Linked DNA regions of Ovis aries: region 2 is linked to region 1. The links are chromatin contacts, called in public Hi-C maps. All regions are on one chromosome and are shown on one strand. Each heading gives the region's core, a stretch centred on a gene start, on an enhancer-like site or on the middle of the called end of the contact. The rest is flanking DNA. Distances are from core to core; before and after follow the strand shown.

Region 1 (5,486 bases), core at 1,899-4,398:
AGAGGTTAAAATACGCTTTGTTTTTTCCAGCTTGATGACACAGAAAGGATGGGGACACGATGTTTTATAGAGGCAGCAGCATTAGATTAGTAAGAACTGACAGTGATGATAGGAAGAGTGTTGAGAATTAAGCACATTTCCTCTTCTCTCTCAACAAAATATCCCAGAGAAACTAGCAGCAATAATACAGTTTCCTATTAAATGCAACATCTACCCAAGATCTGAGAAGGTGGAAAGCACAATATCCATCAAGCAAATAGAAAATACAAGAGCAATCTGAGATTTCCCTGATGTGCTAACATCAGAGGGTTTCATACCAAAATGTGAAAATAATGGAAAGGGGTTTTGACTTACTTTCTCTAGGGGCAGGTCCTTTGAACTGACTTCTGATAGGCAATAGTGCCATGTTTCCAATGAGTTTGGTGTCAGGGTCCATGAGGGAAGAGTGGTAAGCCTGTAAGGACAAGCCAGGTAAGAACACAGAAGCAGAAAGAGAGCAAATGTCACTGGGGCAAACAAGTACACTTCCCCAAGGAAAAAAATAATTCATCCAAGATAAACTGGCTCATGAAAACTATCAAAGTTTCAGGAATTCTGAGAAAATTTGAGGCAAGCTAATTGTTGAACACAGCCATTATTAAAAATAAAGTTATAGAAATTTTCAATTAAATAAATTATATTAAAAACAAAGGTAATAAATATTTGACACTTTCATTATTTCCTATTTTAAAATTATTTTACCAATGTCTGTGATCTTAAGGTTAGTTATGCCTTTTGCACCTACGGTGGAAACACTGTATGATAAGGTGCTACTGTGCTTTCCTTCCAATTTCACATCTGGTGACAGAACATTGGTAACTGGTGAGGTATTCACACTATAGAAATAGGCAAACACTATATAAATCAGAGGTACCCAGCAACCCAGCTGGTGTTAAAACCACAATCAAAGAACTGGCTCTTCAGCTCTGCCACTTTCTGGCTTTATGCCTTAAGACATCACTTTTCTTCTCTTAGCCTATTTCTACATTTGTAAAATAAAAACATATATACTTGTTTTAAGTGGGTGGATGTGAGTTAGCGGAGAGAGGAAAAAAATCACATTTATGAGAACAATTTATAGGCCAATTTCTAGTTCGGCATTTTACAAGATGTCTGGCTTTTTGTAAGACAACATGGGCCCCAGTCATTTATTCATCAAAAGATTACTAAGTACCTTCTGTGTGCAAGGCATGTGGAGATATTGGCATGCAAGACCAGCCCTGGCTCTGTCAGGTGAATAGAGGAGACAGAAAATAAGTAAGTCATCACAGGGGAGGTCAAGGGTGCTCTTTGTGCACCTGGAATGATGAGTACAAGGCATTAGGGTTCTGGCTTAAAATCTGGCTTTATCAAGATTTACTAGCGTGCTTATGTATTTAAGGGCTTCCCTGGTGGATCAAATGGTAAAGAATCTGCCTGCAATGCAGGAGACCTGGGTTCAGTCCCTGGGTTGGGAAGATCCTCTGGAGGAGGAAATGGCAACCCATTCCAGTATTCTTGCCTAGAGGAGGAGCCCAGGATTCTTGCCTAGGACAGAGGAGCCTAGTAGGACCCATGGGATCCCAAAGAGTCAGACTCAATCGAGTGACTAACTTTAACTTATGCGAAAATGGATTTAAAATGGATAACCAACAACGACCTACTGTACAGCACATGGAACTCTGCCCATTGTAATGTGGCAGCCTGGATGGGAGGGGAGTGTGGGGAAGAACAGATACATGTATATATATGGCTGAGTCCCTTTGCTGTTAACCTTAAACTATCACAACATTGTTAAATCTACTACACCCCAATACAAACACACAACACACACACACATACTGGTGTGTTACACACTAGTGTGCAACTTTGGGCAAGTTACTTAACTTCTCTGAGCCTCAACTTTCTCCTCTGCAAAATGAAAAACCACTAACATATCCACTTCATAATCACTCTGAGGATTAATTAGGGAATAATTTATACAAACTGTGTAGCTCAGAGTTGGCCTGACATGCATCAGGAGTCAAATGGTAGCTATGGGATTCACCAAACCTTAACTATGGTTTACTCCTTTTTATTACCGATGTGCTTCACCTAACGCAGCCCCTTGTCTCACCTGCACTAGCTATGCTGTCTTATTACCTTCATGGCATTTGCCACTATCTTAAACAATCCCCCCATTTTATTCACATTCACAGATTATGTCTCCTCATTAGAATGTAGACTCCTTAAGAATAGGGACTTGTTGGCCTTATTCACCGCTGTAATAGTGCTTTGGCATGCAGCAGATGCTAAACATCACATGTTACTGAACATGCTTTTTCCTCATCTGCAAAATGGAGACCATGATGGTGATAAATCTACCCGTGACTGTCAGAAATTAAGAACAACCAAACCACCATCAATTTTAACTCCTACTCTGATGCACATTAAACAAACATGTGGAAACTAGGCGCGGACCTTGCACCTGCTCTGAGAGCCCTAAACCCAGCGGCTCAGGGGTGGCAGCCACTGCCGGGGCGACAGGGGAGGAGGAGTCAGGGAAGTGGGGTCGGACAGGCGACAGGCAGCATAAGGGACCCGCCTCCAGAGGCAAAGGAGGAAGTGGGCCTACAGGGAAAAAAAAAAGAAGCCGGGCCCTAGCTGTGATATGAGAAATTAAAAGGGCAGCCCTTGCCTTCACGGCTCTAGTGAGGCTTTGGGAACCCCGCTGGAATCGGGGGGACGGGCAGAGGCGCAAAAAGCGATAAAAAGGATCAAGCTTGGAGAGGAGGGGGCAGACCTGTGGCAGTCTCCTCAGCACGCCCCGGGTCTCTGGCCCACTCTGCCATGCCCTGTTCCTCCACGGCCGGCCGACATCCCCGGGCCGCCCTAATCCCACAGAGGCCGGTCCCTCTCCTCTGGCCTTTCCCCTTCTCAGGCCCCTGCTTTCTCTCTGCCCTCCTCGGCCTACTTTTCTCACCGCACGCAAGACTTCTCGCGACTCTCTCAAATCCCCGCCGTCTCCCGACACCCCCACTTTGGCCCACTTACCGGCATTTTGGAGGCGCCCCGGTTTCAAACCCAACGAAGAGAATCTGGGTAGAGATCGGCGGTTCCGGTCTGGCAGCCCGGGCGGGGTAGGCGGAAGTGAGCCGGAAGGGGAGGGCGAGGGCAGGACGCCGCGCTTCCGGCCTCGCAGTATGTGGCTAGCCGCTGCAGCTGCGCGGATCCGACAGGGCACCAGGGGGCGCTCGAACCCTAGGCAGGGGCTCTGAGTATCGCGCCTGCGTGAAGTGTGGGCGAGAATGAGGTGGATTTCGGGGTTACAGAATCCTAGATATATCACCTCTTTCGTTTTTTCTCCAAGACCACCTTTTCAGTAGCATTCCCTGGGTCATCCTAAATTCAGTCCCACTTCACTGCCCTTTCCCTCAGTTCTTATGATTCATGTTTTACTTTTGGGTTTTGTCTCTGTCCATTCGTATGAACGTCAAAAATGCAAGGACTGTCTGTTTTGTTCACTGCTTATATCCCTACACCTGTAACAGGACGGTACAAGGTAAGCATCAATAACATGTGTTGAGTAAGAGAAGGAACTCAGTCCACTGATTTTAAAAAGGAAAAAATGATCACAGAAGGGATTTGTGTACTACTCTTGTGTGATTACGTACTGCGATTCTTTGTGTAATGGTTGAGAAAAAATTGGTTTGAATCCAGCTCCAACATTTATTGGCTGTGTCACCTTGGCAAGTTAACCTCCATACCTCAGTTTCCTCATCTGAAAATGGAGATAACAGTGATTACCTGAGTTTTGTGAGGAAATGAATTGCATGGAATGTGCTTAGAACTTACATGCCTGGAACATACTAAAAGCTAAGGAATTCTTAATCTTTACCGGAAAGCACCTCAGGTTAAAAGCCAAGTTCACTGCTGCTTCTGGCCATTTCTTTTGCCAGTCCCACAGAAGGAATTACTTTGTCCCATGTTCCCACAATTGATTTCTCATTTATATTTCTGGCCAAATTTTACCTTTTAGGAGGAGACTTCCTTGGTGGTCTCAGATGGTAAAGATAGTCTTCCCTGATCGAGCTGATCTACTGGGCCCTTAAGACTAATTATACACAAGGAAACCTCTAATGAGGGTGACTGTGGGGCTACTTTGCTCCCATCAAAAAAGCCTCCTCTTGTGTGTTAGTCACTCAGTCGTGTCCAACTCTTTGTGACTCCATAGACTGTAGCCCACCAGGCTCTGCTGTCCATGGAATTCTCCAGGCCAAGAATACTGGAGTGGGTTGCCATGCCCTTCTCCAGGGGTTCTTCCCTGGAGAACCCTGAACCCAGATCTCCTGAATTGCAGGCAGATTCTTTACCATCTGAGCACACACCAAACTCTCCATAAGGCTAAATGAGGGAGGTATAGCTCAAGCAGGATGAGGAGGGCAAATGAAAAGGTGTCTTATTTTTCTGACTCTCTCACATGACAGTAACATTAGATCAGGGTGTTTTTGCCCTTTGCATACTCGAGGGCCACAGAAAAAAGAAAAAGCAAGAGATTTCCAAAAAAACATCTACTTCTGCTTTACTGACTACGCCAAAGCCTTTGACTGTGTGAATCACAACAAACTGTGGAAAATTCTTAAAGAGATGGGAACACCAGACCACCTGACCTGCCTCCTGAGAAATCTGTATGCAGATTAGCATAACTGTAAGCAACAGTTAGAACTGGACATGAAACGACAGACTGGTTCCAAATAGGGAAAGGAGTATGTCAAGGCTGCTTATTTATTGTCACTCTGTTATGTATATGCAGAGTACACCATGAGAAACGCTGGGCTGGATGAAGTACACGCTGGAATCAAGATTGCAGGGAGAAATATCAATAACCTGAGATATGCAGATGACACCACCCTTATGGCAGAAAGCAAAGAACTAAAGAACCTCTTGATGAAAGTGAAAGAGGAGAGTGAAAAAGTTGGCTTAAAGCTCAACATTCAGAAAACTAAGATCATGGCATCTGGTCCCATCACTTCATGGCAAATAGATGGGGAAACAGTGGCAACAGTGACAGACTTTATTTTTTGGGTTCCAAAATCACTGAAGATGGTGACTGCAGCCATGAAATTAAAAGATGCTTGCTCCTTGGAAGAAAAGTTATGATCAACCTAGACAGCGTATTAAAAAGCAGAGACATTACTTTGCCAACAAATGGCCATCTAGTCAAGGCTATGGTTTTTCCAGTGGTCATGTATGGATGTGAGAGTTGGACCATAAAGAAAGCTGAGCACTGAAGAATTGATGCTTTTGAACTGTGGTGTTGGAGAAGACTCTTGAGAGTCTCTTGGACTGCAAGGAGATCCAACCAGTCCATCCTAAAGGACATCAGTCCTGAGTGTTCACTGGAAGGACTGATGCTGAAGCTGAAATTCCAATACTTTGGCCACCTGATGTGAAGAGCTGGAAAAGACCCTGATGGTGGGAGACTGAAG
Region 2 (5,486 bases), core at 1,936-4,435, 140 kb after region 1:
GGTCAGGAAGCAACAGTTAGAACTGGACATGGAACAACAGACTGGTTCCAAATAGGAAAAGGAGTGAGTCAAGGCTGTATATTGTCACCCTGTTTATTTAACTTCTATGCAGAGTACATCATGAGAGACGCTGGACTGGAAGAAACACAAGCTGGAATCAAGACTGCCGGGAGAAATATCAGTGACCTCAGATATGCAGATGACACCACCCTTATGGCAGAAAGTGAAGAGGAACTAAAAAGCCTCTTGATGAAAGTGAAAGAGGAGAGTGAAAAAGTTGGCTTAAAGCTCAACATTCAGAAAATGAAGATCACGGCATCTGGTCCCATCACTTCATGGGAAATAGATGGGGAAACAGTGGAAACACTGTCAGACTTTATTTTGGGGGGCTCCAAAATCGCTGCAGATGGTGATTGCAGCCATGAAATTAAAGACGCTTACACCTTGGAAGAAAAGTTATGACCAACCTAGATAGCATATTCAAAAGCAGAGACATTAGTTTGCCAACAAAGGTCCGTCTAGTCAAGGCTATGGTTTTTCCTGTGGTCATGTATGGATGTGAGAGTTGGACTGTGAAGAAAGCTGAGCGCCGAAGAATTGATGCTTTTGAACTGTGGTGTTGGAGAAGACTTGCGAGTCCCTTGGACTTCAAGGAGATCTAACCAGTCCACCCTAAAGGAGATCAGTCTTGAATATTCATTGGAAGGAATGATGCTAAGGCTGAAACTCCAGTACTTTGGCCACCTCATGGGAAGAGTTGACTCATTGGAAAAGACTCTGATGCTGGGAGGGATTGGGGGCAGGAGGAGAAGGGGACGACAGAGGATGAGATGGCTGGATGACATCACTGACTTGATGGACATGAGTCTGAGTGAACTCTGGGAGTTGGTGATGGACAGGGAGGCCTGGTGTGCTGTGATTCATGGGGTCACAAAGAGTCGGACACGACTGAGCAACTGAACTGAACTGAAGATGAAGATTTGGAAAACATTTTTTTTGTTGTTTTTTAAAGGGAAGTATTGGGACTTCCCTGGTGGTCCTGTAGTTAAGACTGCTTCCAAATGCAGAGAGCATGGGACTGATTCCTGGCAAAGGAGCTAAGATCTCACATGCCGAGTGGCATGGCCAAAATAACACAGAAGCATTACATCACTTTACATCAGTTATTAAAAGTGGTCCAGAATTTTAGTTCAGTTCAGCTCAGTCGCTCAGTCCATCCAACTCTTTGCAACCCCATGGACTGCACCACGCCAGGCTTCCCTGTCCATCACCGACTCCCAGAGCTTACTCAAACTCATGTCCATTGAGTCAGTGATGCCATCCAACCATCTCACCCTCTGCTGTCCCCTTCTTGTCCTGCCTTCAATCTTACCCAGCATCAGGGTCTTTTCAAATGAGTCAGTTCTTTGCATCAGTTGGCCAAAGTATTGAGTTTCAGCTTCAACATCAGTCCTTCCAATGAATATTCAGGACTGATTTCCTTTAGGGTGGACTGGTTGGATCTCCTTGCAGTCCAAGGGACTCTCAAGAGTCTTCTCCAACATCACAGTTCAAAGGCATCAATTCAGAATTTCAGGTAGTTGTTAAAGCAATACTCAGTAGGAAAGAATTGGAAATATCTGTATTACACATTTGATCCAGTTATATTTTAGATACTTTCTCTGCAATGTCATTGGAAGGTACTAAAGATGTCATTTTGATGATTTAGCTTTGCTATTAATATATAAATTTAATAATCTAGGTATATATATATATATTGTTTTACATTCTTCTGAATTGAAAAATGTGTTTCTTGAGTAATTACCATGATATGTTTAAGTATTTTCACATTCACTTCTGAATTGTAAGGAGATAAAGTATCAAAGGTGGAATAACCAACATCCCTGGTCTGGAATACTTCTATAAATACAGCAGTTTATAACTGAGGGGCTTCCCTGAGTCTTGTGGTCTTCAAGTCCTTTTGTACAGATAAAGTAGATTTGCTTTGTTTTTTTTTTTTTAAAGGCCTATAAATCATTCTATTTAATTTTTGTCATTTTTTTGACTGTAAAAAAGTTATTAAGTGTTCATCTGTTTCTCTTATCACAATCACAACACAGCAACCAGAAGTTATCTGGTGACCTCCTGGTACACAACCCTTAGAGGTAGATATCATTCCTGACATAAAACTGTAGCTCAGAGATCCTAGTTCAGTTCAGTTGAGTTCAGTCCCTCAGTTGTGTCTGACTCTTTGTGACCCCATGAATCGCAGCACGCCAGGCCTCCCTGTTCATCACCAACTCCCGGAGTTCACTCAGACTCATGTCCATTGAGTCCGTGATGTCATCCAGCCATCTCTCCTTCCAGTCTCCTTCCAGTCCCCTTCTCCTCCTGCCCCCAATCCCTCCCAACATCACAGTTTTTTCCAATGAGTCAACTCTTCGCATGAGGTGGCCAAAGTACTGGAGTTTCAGCTTTAGCATCATTCCTTCCAAAGAAATCCCAGGGTTGATCTCCTTCAGAATGGACTGGTTGGATCTCCTTGCAGTCCAAGGGACGCGCAAGAGTCTTCTCCAACACCACAGTTCAGAAGCATCAATTCTTCGGCGCTCAGCCTTCTTCACAGTCCAACTCTCACATCCATACATGACTACAGGAAAAACCATAGCCTTGAGGGAACTAAAACCACATCGGTAAAGCAAGTGTAGACACATATGAGATAGAGAAAAATTCAAGGCTAGTGATATGATCTCTGCTTCAAAAAACCCTATTTAGTAGCTTTAGGAGAGTGGGTCCCAAGATTTCTCTCCCTCCACTGATTGTGTTAGTTGTGTGTTAGATGTGTGTTGTCCCAAATGTACTGGTTTTGTATTTGTTAAAAATATTGCTCCCTGAACCCTGCCCTTGGACTGAATCAGAATCCCCTGAGACGGAACCTGGAAATCTACATTTTTAAAACAAGCACTGCAGTCTTCTTGGAAACCACGTGGGGAATTCACAAGCAGGACAGGTCCCCGCCCCTCGTCCCCTCCTCTTTTGGCCCGCCTCGCCCAGGCCCCGCCCGCCTCGCCCAGGCCCCGCCCGCCTCGCCCAGGCCCCGCCCTCTGTCCCTACGTCTCTCCAGGCCTAGGGTGACCCTTCCCGTGATGCCCCGCGCCCAGCCGCCGCGGTTGCTAGGTAACGCGCGGTCTCGCGGTCTCCCAGCCACCCAGCCACTGGCCGCTCAGCTTGCGGCTGGGCAATGGGGCTGCGGGCCTTTCCGCGGCTCCTGCTCGTTCTCATAGAGTGCTGGGCCTCCGTGAGCGCCCAGGCCGGGACCATCCCGGCCGGGACCACCCCGGTGGTAGCGACGGAGGGCCTCAACTCCACCAAACCAGTCCCGACGACTCTCCGACCTGTTTTATCTTCTAAGTCCCCTGAGATCCCCAGGGCTTCCAGGCCCTTCTCCGGCCCCAGACCCGCCCCGATCACAGACGGTGGGTAACCAAGTACCAATTCCTGGGGATCTACAGTGGTTCAACCTGCGGGGGTTGGTAGCCCGGGTGAGGATGTAATAATAGCGATAGTTTACGTTTATTGACCACTTAAAGTGTGCAGTCATTGTTAAGTGTTTCATAGGTTATTAATTCTCTGAACAACCCTTAGAGGTAGATGTTATTATCACTGTCGTATAGATGAGAAAACCGAAGCTCAGAGAGCCAAGTGAGACAATATAAAAATCTTTAGAAGTACTTGCAGTGGTCCTGGACGACACTAATGCCAAAAGTGTTAATGAATGAATACTTGCAGCTTTTCAGTTGAAATTGAAAGTTTCTAGGAAATTGTGGGAATTAAGTGCATAGGATACGTTGAGCTTTTCAATTATGAAAAAGAGATGCAAAAAATCTAGTTTACAGAAAATGACTAGGTCAAGTCCTCCTGTGTTGAGTTGAATGTAGGGAGTTATGGGGTGAGGGGTTATGCCCACTTCTTAAGATTCATCTTTAAGGATAATTAGCATATTTCTCAGAAAATGATCTAATCCTTGAGTTACACAGCTAGTGACTTTTGTAATCTGATTTAACATGGGTGACTTCAGGGGATATCTGACTCCAAAATCGAGCTAACTTCTGTGAATATGCGTTTTTCTGGGGTGAAGGTTCATAGCAATGGTAGTTTGTCAAATGGGTTTATGATCTCAAAAAAAAAATCCCTTTTAAGTCCTCTGTAACCCCAATAGATATGCAGTGTTTTTTTTTTTAAATCCCTTCTTAAGAAAGATCTTTCTTAAATTGAATCAGGCTCAGTATTAGTAAATAAAAAAATCATTGGCTGACCTTCTGAACTCTAGAACTTAAGTTACTGAACCTTTATTTCTCCTTTATAAATTGTATAGTCTGTCAGAAAAAATACAGGAAACATATTTGCTATTTTAATATAAAAACTTTGTTTTATATTGAAATTGTTGAGTTAGCAGGGAAGTTAAGTGATAATTTGGGACAAAATATAGCAGAGTATTCAATATCTGAAACTCTCTTAAGATTTTTTGGGCTGAGTTGCCTTTTATCCATGTAAGTATTTCATTTGTTAATGCACTTTATCCCCCAAATGAAGCTATTCTTGAACCATCATTAATAGGTCATGTGTTCAGGGCTGTTTTTCCAGTATGAGAGGATGAATTTGCACTTTTCCTTTGTCTTTTTAAAGGGCCTCTAGTTAGATCTGTGCAAGTAATGGTGATAAATGACAGCTGACATTTATTAACTACTTCCTATGTAGCAAGCTCTGTGCTAAGGATTTCATCTGTGATGTGTCTCATCTAATCCTCCTAACAGTCTTATGATGTTAGGTTGTCACCATTTTCTTTAACTTTTTCTTTTATAACTTTTTAATGTTTAACTTAAAAAAAATTTTTTTAACATTTTCTTTAACTTTTTTTTTGGCTGCACTGCACAGCATGTAGGAGCTTAGAACCCATGCCTCCTGCATTGGAAGGTAGAGTCTTAACCACTGGACTACCAGGGAAGTCCCTGGGTTATTGCCATTTTTTAGGTTTATGAATTACTTGCCTCATTTTAGGTCACAACCTAGGTACAGGTTGTAGCAGGAGACTGAGTGGAGAACTGGACCACCCTTTGCAGAATGGGTTACAGGTGCAAGAGAAGGATGATAACTTTCATCTGGAATCTGAGCTCTGTTCATTAGTACCCTGTAGCTGTGAAGAGGCTTGGAAGAGCAGCTGAGTGCTACTCAGACCCTACAAGTACTCAGCAGATACTTGTTGGCTGATTAAGTACGCTCACCCTTTTTTCTTTCCTAAGTAGAGTTATTAAACACTATTGCTTTGTCCCTAGTAGTCTTACAGCTACTAGGGACCTATACGGGTTTTAGGTTTTGTAAAATAAATCAAAATTAATTTCAAACACATAAGGCAGGGTGTCTCAATACTTTATTTTTTATTCAACACTTTAGTGTACATGAGAGGTGTTATAGTTTTCTAAGGACATAAGGGAGTCCTTGGCTAGAGA

The links. A called contact is a pair of places that touch in the nucleus more often than the background predicts.
Region 2: a Hi-C map of liver shows a contact between it and region 1, with 2.8 times the contacts expected there. The contact joins the promoter of TCTN1 here to the promoter of ARPC3 in region 1. A contact is called at or near these places in 4 of 16 Hi-C or Micro-C datasets (blood and liver).

The regions. Positions count from the first base shown.
Region 1 is chr17:54,363,974-54,369,459 of ARS-UI_Ramb_v3.0, forward strand. ARPC3 (actin related protein 2/3 complex subunit 3) reads right to left here and starts at 3,149. Exons shown (of 8, transcript XM_042234601.1): 1 at 3,052-3,149; 2 at 1,214-1,265; 3 at 355-454. The coding sequence starts at 1,231. GPN3 (GPN-loop GTPase 3) reads right to left here. Exons shown (of 8, transcript XM_042234600.2): 8 at 3,142-3,778. The coding sequence ends at 3,752.
Region 2 is chr17:54,504,065-54,509,550 of ARS-UI_Ramb_v3.0, forward strand. It overlaps TCTN1 (tectonic family member 1), which reads left to right and starts at 3,186. Exons shown (of 15, transcript XR_001435939.4): 1 at 3,186-3,455.